Linked DNA regions of Rattus norvegicus: region 1 is linked to region 2. The links are chromatin contacts, called in public Hi-C maps. All regions are on one chromosome and are shown on one strand. Each heading gives the region's core, a stretch centred on a gene start, on an enhancer-like site or on the middle of the called end of the contact. The rest is flanking DNA. Distances are from core to core; before and after follow the strand shown.

Region 1 (3,130 bases), core at 260-2,759, 130 kb before region 2:
GTTTCTTCTTTCTTTTTCCTCTTTCTTTTTGTTTCTTCCTTCATTTTTTTCCTTTCTTTCTTCTCAAGACAGGCTTTCTCTGTGTAGCCCTGGGTGTCCTGGACCTAGATCTGTAGAGTAGGCTGGCCTAGAACTCAGATATCTGCCACCCCCACCCCCACCCGCCCCCAGGGCTGGGCCCTCACAGACTCTGGGGCTTTTCATGCTCGGCAAGCACTCTACCAGCTGAGCGACGTCCCCAGCCAAGTCTTGTTTTATAATTTAAGCGCTCATACCTCCTCTGAGTTAATTGCCTTTGCTGTATCTGGAAGGCTGGCCTCAGATTTGGGCTCTGCCGGAGGCAGCCTCCGAGTTCTGAGGTTGCTGACATGGGCCTCCAGGCCTGGCTCTCCGTTTCTGGTGGGGGGAGCTGGCCTGAGTCAAGGCTGACTTTGAGTTTCAGCATCTGAATAGGCAGCCTGGGAGGAACGGAGGCTCACACCATACAGCCTTTAAGACGGTTTTACCCAGTTCTGACCACCAACCCACTGGGATTCTAATTAGGTTAGAACTGCATTGCCTTTGCCCACTCATTGGGAGAACCCCTAATTGGGAGAACCGATGGTTCACTCTTCCTGTCCAGATTTGCTTCATTGCTCTCGGTAAGACGCTCTCTCCCCATATACATATGGGTGCTTATGCTGTGGGACAAACATGGCGGGCTGTGCCAAACTGGGAGCCTGGAGCTTCCTGGTAGACGACATTCAGCACTTCTGACGATGGCGCCAGGCGATTGGCTGGCCTTGGAAGTGTGAGGCATCAGCATAGTCTGGGTGCCCTGGCTTTAAATCAGACCAGCGAGGGCCTTCTCTGTTTGTGGACCTGGGTCCTGACATACTTAGCCCCATTCACTGCTAGCCCCGCATCCTCAGATACATCTCACATCGGCAATCGTTTCCTTGAGTTTTAGAGTGTGTGGTGGGTCTCTTTCAGCCTGGGCATCTCGCACGTTAGTCATGTAAGGTCTCACTTCCTCCCGCTGGCTGTAATTATACTCTGTGATCTCCTCCTCGATCCAAGAGTGGTCTAGGAACATGCTCTTAGCATATAACTTCCAAACTTGAAAGAGGGAGGTTACATTTTTATTATTCATGGGCATAATTTTAAATGGACTATGATGAAAATGTGGTTTCTAAATTCTCATTGACCACGTGTCCCTTTCAGTCAAGCACCGTCACTTTATGTTAATCTCTCACAAATGTTAAGGAAAAAAATATTGCAAGCCACAATGACCTGGAACTTGTAATCCTCCTGCCCCCGACTGGAAAGCAGCTAGGGTGGCAGGCCTGGCCATCCTCACTATTTTATGGCCTTTTCCTGGCATTTTGTCGGCCTCCTTGTATGCCATGCATTCCTCGGCCGTACTGGGACTGGAATGTCCAGGGCAGACATTTCCAGATGGTGAGAGAGACCCAGTGTCGTCCTGTGCTCTGTGTCTCCCCAGCTTTCCCTCCCTTTGGCCCACAGCCCAGACACCCTGTTTGGCCAAGCACGTGGCAGGCCGGGAGTCTCCACACACATTCTCAGAATCACTTCAGCCTGTCCCACCCCCGCCTACTCTTCCCAGCTGACCATCGACCTTCCTTCAAAGCCCCCCACACCCACTGAATCAAGAGCAGGTCGAGGCCGGGTTGGAAGCTCTGCGTGCACAGTCCCACGGCTGTGCTCCAAGGGCCGAGCTGTGAGCTTCCCCAGGCTGAAGGCTCTTGTTGTCAGCGGTGTGGTGGTACCCGTGAGTCCTTCGTTTTGCAGAAAGCTGGGTTCGTCTTGTACTTCTTTTCCCTAAACGTATTTGCATTTGAGGTGACTTATTTCTGTACTTGCTAGTCACTGTGAACTGCTGTCACTCCAATGCCATAACCCATTTTTACATTAACAGGTCGTTGCCATGTCTGAACACAGCACTTTGACATCTCCATGGCAACCAGCCCCAGGATGCTGTTGCCAGGGTGGCTCTGGGGGTCCAGGCTGAGGAAGAGGCCTTGTCTCTGTGATAGTTGTACTGTTCCTGCTCCTTCTGTAGCGTGCTACATACATCCCAGCTATTCCCGGACACAGACCTGCTGCCTCCTCTGCTACATACATCCCAGCCATTCCCGGACACAGACCTGCTGCCTCCTCTGCCCTGACAGCCGCCCACACATTCCAGTAATTCCTTCCCCAGTTTCACACGTGTCTGAATTAGGTGTCAGGCACTTCAGCTCACTCCTCCCAGCCCAACACGACGTCCCTGACTCGGGGAGGCCAGCACCAGCCAGCCGAGGGCAACAACATTCAGCTGAGGTCCTCCCAGCAATAAAATGATTGTGAGTGGATGTTGCTTAATTCTGGCAGCGCATACACATCCGGTAGCTGGGGGGTGCTTAAGTCTATCCAGAACCAAGCGTGGTTTGCCAGAGGCAACACTGACTGATGGAAGTGGGGAAAAGAGGAGGGGCCACCCAGGAGCACAACAGGGATGGGAGTGGCCTGTGAGGGAGGCATCAGGACAGCTGCGGTCCACCGCACAGGCTGCACCGTCCACCCAGCAGACTGCACCGTCCACCCTGCAGACTACACCACCTCGTTCTCCTTGCAGCTTCAGGAATCCCTGTGCTGACTTCTGAGCAACTGCAACAGAACTGAGGCCATAGGGCAGACATGCCTGGGAAACCCCAGCTAAGGTACCCAGACTCCAAAACCTCTTCCTGCCATTTGACCTTGTGCTTGTGAGTTTAAGGTGTATCAGTCAGCATTATATCAAGGGATGGGTTTTTACTTAGCAAGTGTTTTCTGAAACAAAGCCATATAGTTTTTATGCTTTGAATCTGAAAGGCCGTCCAAGGGGAATGGTTGCTGCTCTGGGGTCCCAAGATGCCATCAGTGAGGAGTCTAAGGACGGATAGAAGGTTGACAGTATTGGGAGGCGAAGGGAACTCCAAAGGCTGAGGTCCGGTGAGAAGAAGCAGGTCACTGAAAGCAGGCATTAAGGGGGTCTAGCTTGAAAGGCCTCCTCCCTGCCTCTCCCTCCCTTCCTTCCCCCTTCCTCCATGCTGTCATGTGACCAGCCTCCTGACACAGCATCCTGCTGTCTCCACGCCCTTTTGTGTGG
Region 2 (3,099 bases), core at 77-2,576:
TTGCGGGGTATCCAGCGCCCTCTTCTAACTTCCCAGAGTGAACAGGCACATACTTGGTACACAGACATAGATGTGAGCAAAACACTCATACACCTAGAAAATCTTTTTTAAAACCAAAAAAAAAAAGGCAAGAACATTTTTTTTGTTCATTTGTTTCGGTTTCATTTTTTTAAAAATGGGGTCCCGGGGTGCTCTTCAAACCCTGGTCATCTACCTCTACTTCCCAAGTGCTAGGATTATATCACCACACACCTGGCTAGCACACTTACTTAAAAAACAAACAAACAAACACAAAAGCAAAAAGAAAACAAACCCTTAGGTTCGATCCCTAGAGCTCCTGCAGAAGTCAGTCTGCATCACTTTACGTTTTTAAAGGATAATTACTACTCACAGAACGGCTGCTCAACCAAACATGTAGAGCAAAAAGTAGCAATGCAGAAGAAAATGGCAAGAAATGCCAAACTCCTGGCAAAGCGGTGCACGCCTCTAATCCCAGTAGACAGGAGGCAGAGGCAGGCAAGTCTCTGAATTTGAGCCAGCCTGGTCTATGTAACAAGTTACAGAAAAACCTGTCTCCAAAAAAAAAAATTTTTTTTCAAGAGGGTTTCCTTTTTCGTTGTTGTTTTGCTCTTTTTGTTTGTTTGGGGATGGGGGACTCTGAGAATCTCACTAAGTAGCCCAGGCCACAGCTTGTGGGTCAATAGACCCACAGTCCCACTCTCCACCCTGTGCCTCTGCCCTCCACCTTGTGCTGGAATTAAAGACCTGAGCCATTATGCCTGGTTTGATTTTGTTTTGGTTTTTGGTTTTTTGAGACAGGTTCTCACTGTGTAGCTCTCTGGCTGTCCTGGAACTCACTAAGAGAGACTAGGCTTGAACTCAAGAGATCTGCCTGCCTCTGCCTTCTGAGTGCTGGGTTAAAAGGCGTCCGCCAACACACGCGGCTTTTGGTTTAGATTTTCAGGCTGGCGTGAAAGTCAAATTTATGACAATCCTGCTGCTTCTGTCTCCTGAGGGCTAGGATTAAAGGCATAAACCATGCAAAAAGGGCTTTTTGTTCTTTAAACTCAATTTGTCCGGATTATCTACTGTCCTGGTTTCAGCACTGAAAGTCATGTGTAACCGGAAACCTACAAACCCTGGGAAATCTGGTCAGTTTTATAACACATAGAAACACAGATGGCTTCTTCTCCCAGCTCCTCTAGGTTTTGATTAACCCCCACCCAAGCTTGCAACACCGGGGAGACCACCGGGGGCGCTGTGGTGCGCAGGCGCGAAAGACCCCACAGCGGGCGTCTAGCGTATCCGCTCCTTCCGCTTTCCCAGCAGGCTCCGCGCGGCGCCTGCGTGCTCTGTGACCTTTCCCATTCTGTCGCGGAATCTAGTGTGGCCTTGATCCCGCTGAGGTAAGAGCGGGGTCTGGGCTTTTTTGTGTGTTCCCAACCGCGGGGACTGAAGTGGGGCCGGGACCTGGTGCGGTGGGGCCCAAGTAGGTCGCGGAACGCAAGCGAGGGACTCTGCGATCCACACTGACCTTGGGTCAGCCCCTACGCCGCCAACTTCAAGGAGGGTCCACGGGGTTCCCCCGGACTGTGATGGAGGGAGTGCCCGAGTGCGAGGGTGTCCGGGGCTCACTCACGCAGAGGGCAGCGATGTGCACGGTGTTCAGTTCTCCACACTACAAAAGTGTTTCTGGAGTTAGTCTTCCTGATTGTCTGGGGGGAGGGGCTGTTGTCAATCCCTTGGACTAGTAAGAATCTGCGAGGGTGTGCTCAAACATCAAATCGTTATGCTGAAAGAGGGATTATTCCACAAGACGTGGAGGAATGGGAACTCTAGTATGATCCTCACAGAGAAGTAGCCCAGGAGTTAGGTTTTAGTGGAGGTCCTCTCCGCCAGGACTATGTCCTTGTGCTGACACAGGATGGACCTTTGTTAACTATGGACTTTGGCAAAAAAGCATGCTCACCATCAACTGTGAGCATCTTGTTACCTACTCAAGTTACTCAGCTAGTTGGGGATGCAGCTAGAATCCAAGCCACGAAACATCACTTCAAGGTTCTTTCCATTATACCAAGTTTTCTTCCAAGTTAGGCTTTGGCAAAGCGAATGTTTGAATCTGTATAAAACCACATTATAAACCTCAGACTGTTGCGTGTCCCCTCTTTCCAGTGTACTGCCAGGTAATAGCTTGCTATTACTATAATTTTCACAAACTCTGCAGACATAGGGAGCCACTTGACCTTCGAGTAGGATGATCTTTTATTGAATCTGGTGTAAAACTAGCAACTGGAAATTTCGGTTGCTCAGAGAGACTTAGGTGGGAAGAGTAGAGGCCTTACTGAATACTGGGAACAGGTCACTTGTGTGGTCAAATACAACCACACTGACCGACGGGAAGTCCAGGAGCAAGAGACAAAAGGGGGTGTGTGTGAATGTACTGGCCAACAGGCCTCCACTGTGTGGGGACCTGTGGCAGTTTAGAATAAGGACACAGTGCCAGGATCCCTCGATCCTGAACAGAATACCAAGGTCACTGGCATCCCTTTACACCCTTCTCTTTACCATTTCTAGACTTTCCTGTGATACCCACATCTTTTTCAGGGTGTGGGGAGGTCAAGATAAGGTTTCTGTGTAGTGGCCCTGACTGTCCTAGAACTCCCTTTGCAGATAAACCAGGCTGGCTTTGAACTGAGAAAGATCCACCTGCCTGCCTCTACCTTCCAAGGGTTAGGATTAAAGTCAGGCACTGATACCGTGCTGGCCTTGATATAGCTTAACACTTCTCCTCAGCCTATGAGATGAAACCTCTCTAAGTACTTTCTTAGAATCCCAGTGGCCTAGGAATTGCTGCCTTCTAGTGAGTTTCTGTAGCAATTCCTTGTTACTGATTTGATCACTTACTGAGTGCTCACTGTGCACCAGGTACCATTCTGGATCCATTTTGTTGTTGGGGGGGGCGGGGGTGACGTTTTGTTTTGGTTTTTGAGACAGGTTCTCGTTGTTTAGCCCTGGCTATCGTATAGACCAGGCTGGCTTTGAACTCACAGAGGTAGCCCCTCTCTTCTGAGTGCTTGATTTGCTGGGATTAAAGGCTTG

What was found. A called contact is a pair of places that touch in the nucleus more often than the background predicts.
Region 1: a Hi-C map of Schwann cells shows a contact between it and region 2, with 6 times the contacts expected there. The contact joins the enhancer-like site here to the promoter of Atp5mpl in region 2. A contact is called at or near these places in 5 of 12 Hi-C or Micro-C datasets (the A7r5 cell line, the Rat2 cell line, Schwann cells and 2 more).

Annotation. Positions count from the first base shown.
Region 1 is chr6:136,978,185-136,981,314 of GRCr8, reverse strand. No RefSeq gene overlaps it. Among named protein-coding and RNA genes, the nearest start is that of Aspg, 18 kb to the left of the region's middle. Within about 2 kb of position 1,509, at least 13 of the 93 cell types and tissues checked have an H3K27ac peak or open chromatin away from gene starts, as enhancers often do. A contact at or near this core is called in Schwann cells, where this site is marked.
Region 2 is chr6:136,843,867-136,846,965 of GRCr8, reverse strand. It overlaps Atp5mpl (ATP synthase membrane subunit 6.8PL), which reads left to right and starts at 1,326. Exons shown (of 4, transcript NM_001402160.1): 1 at 1,326-1,406.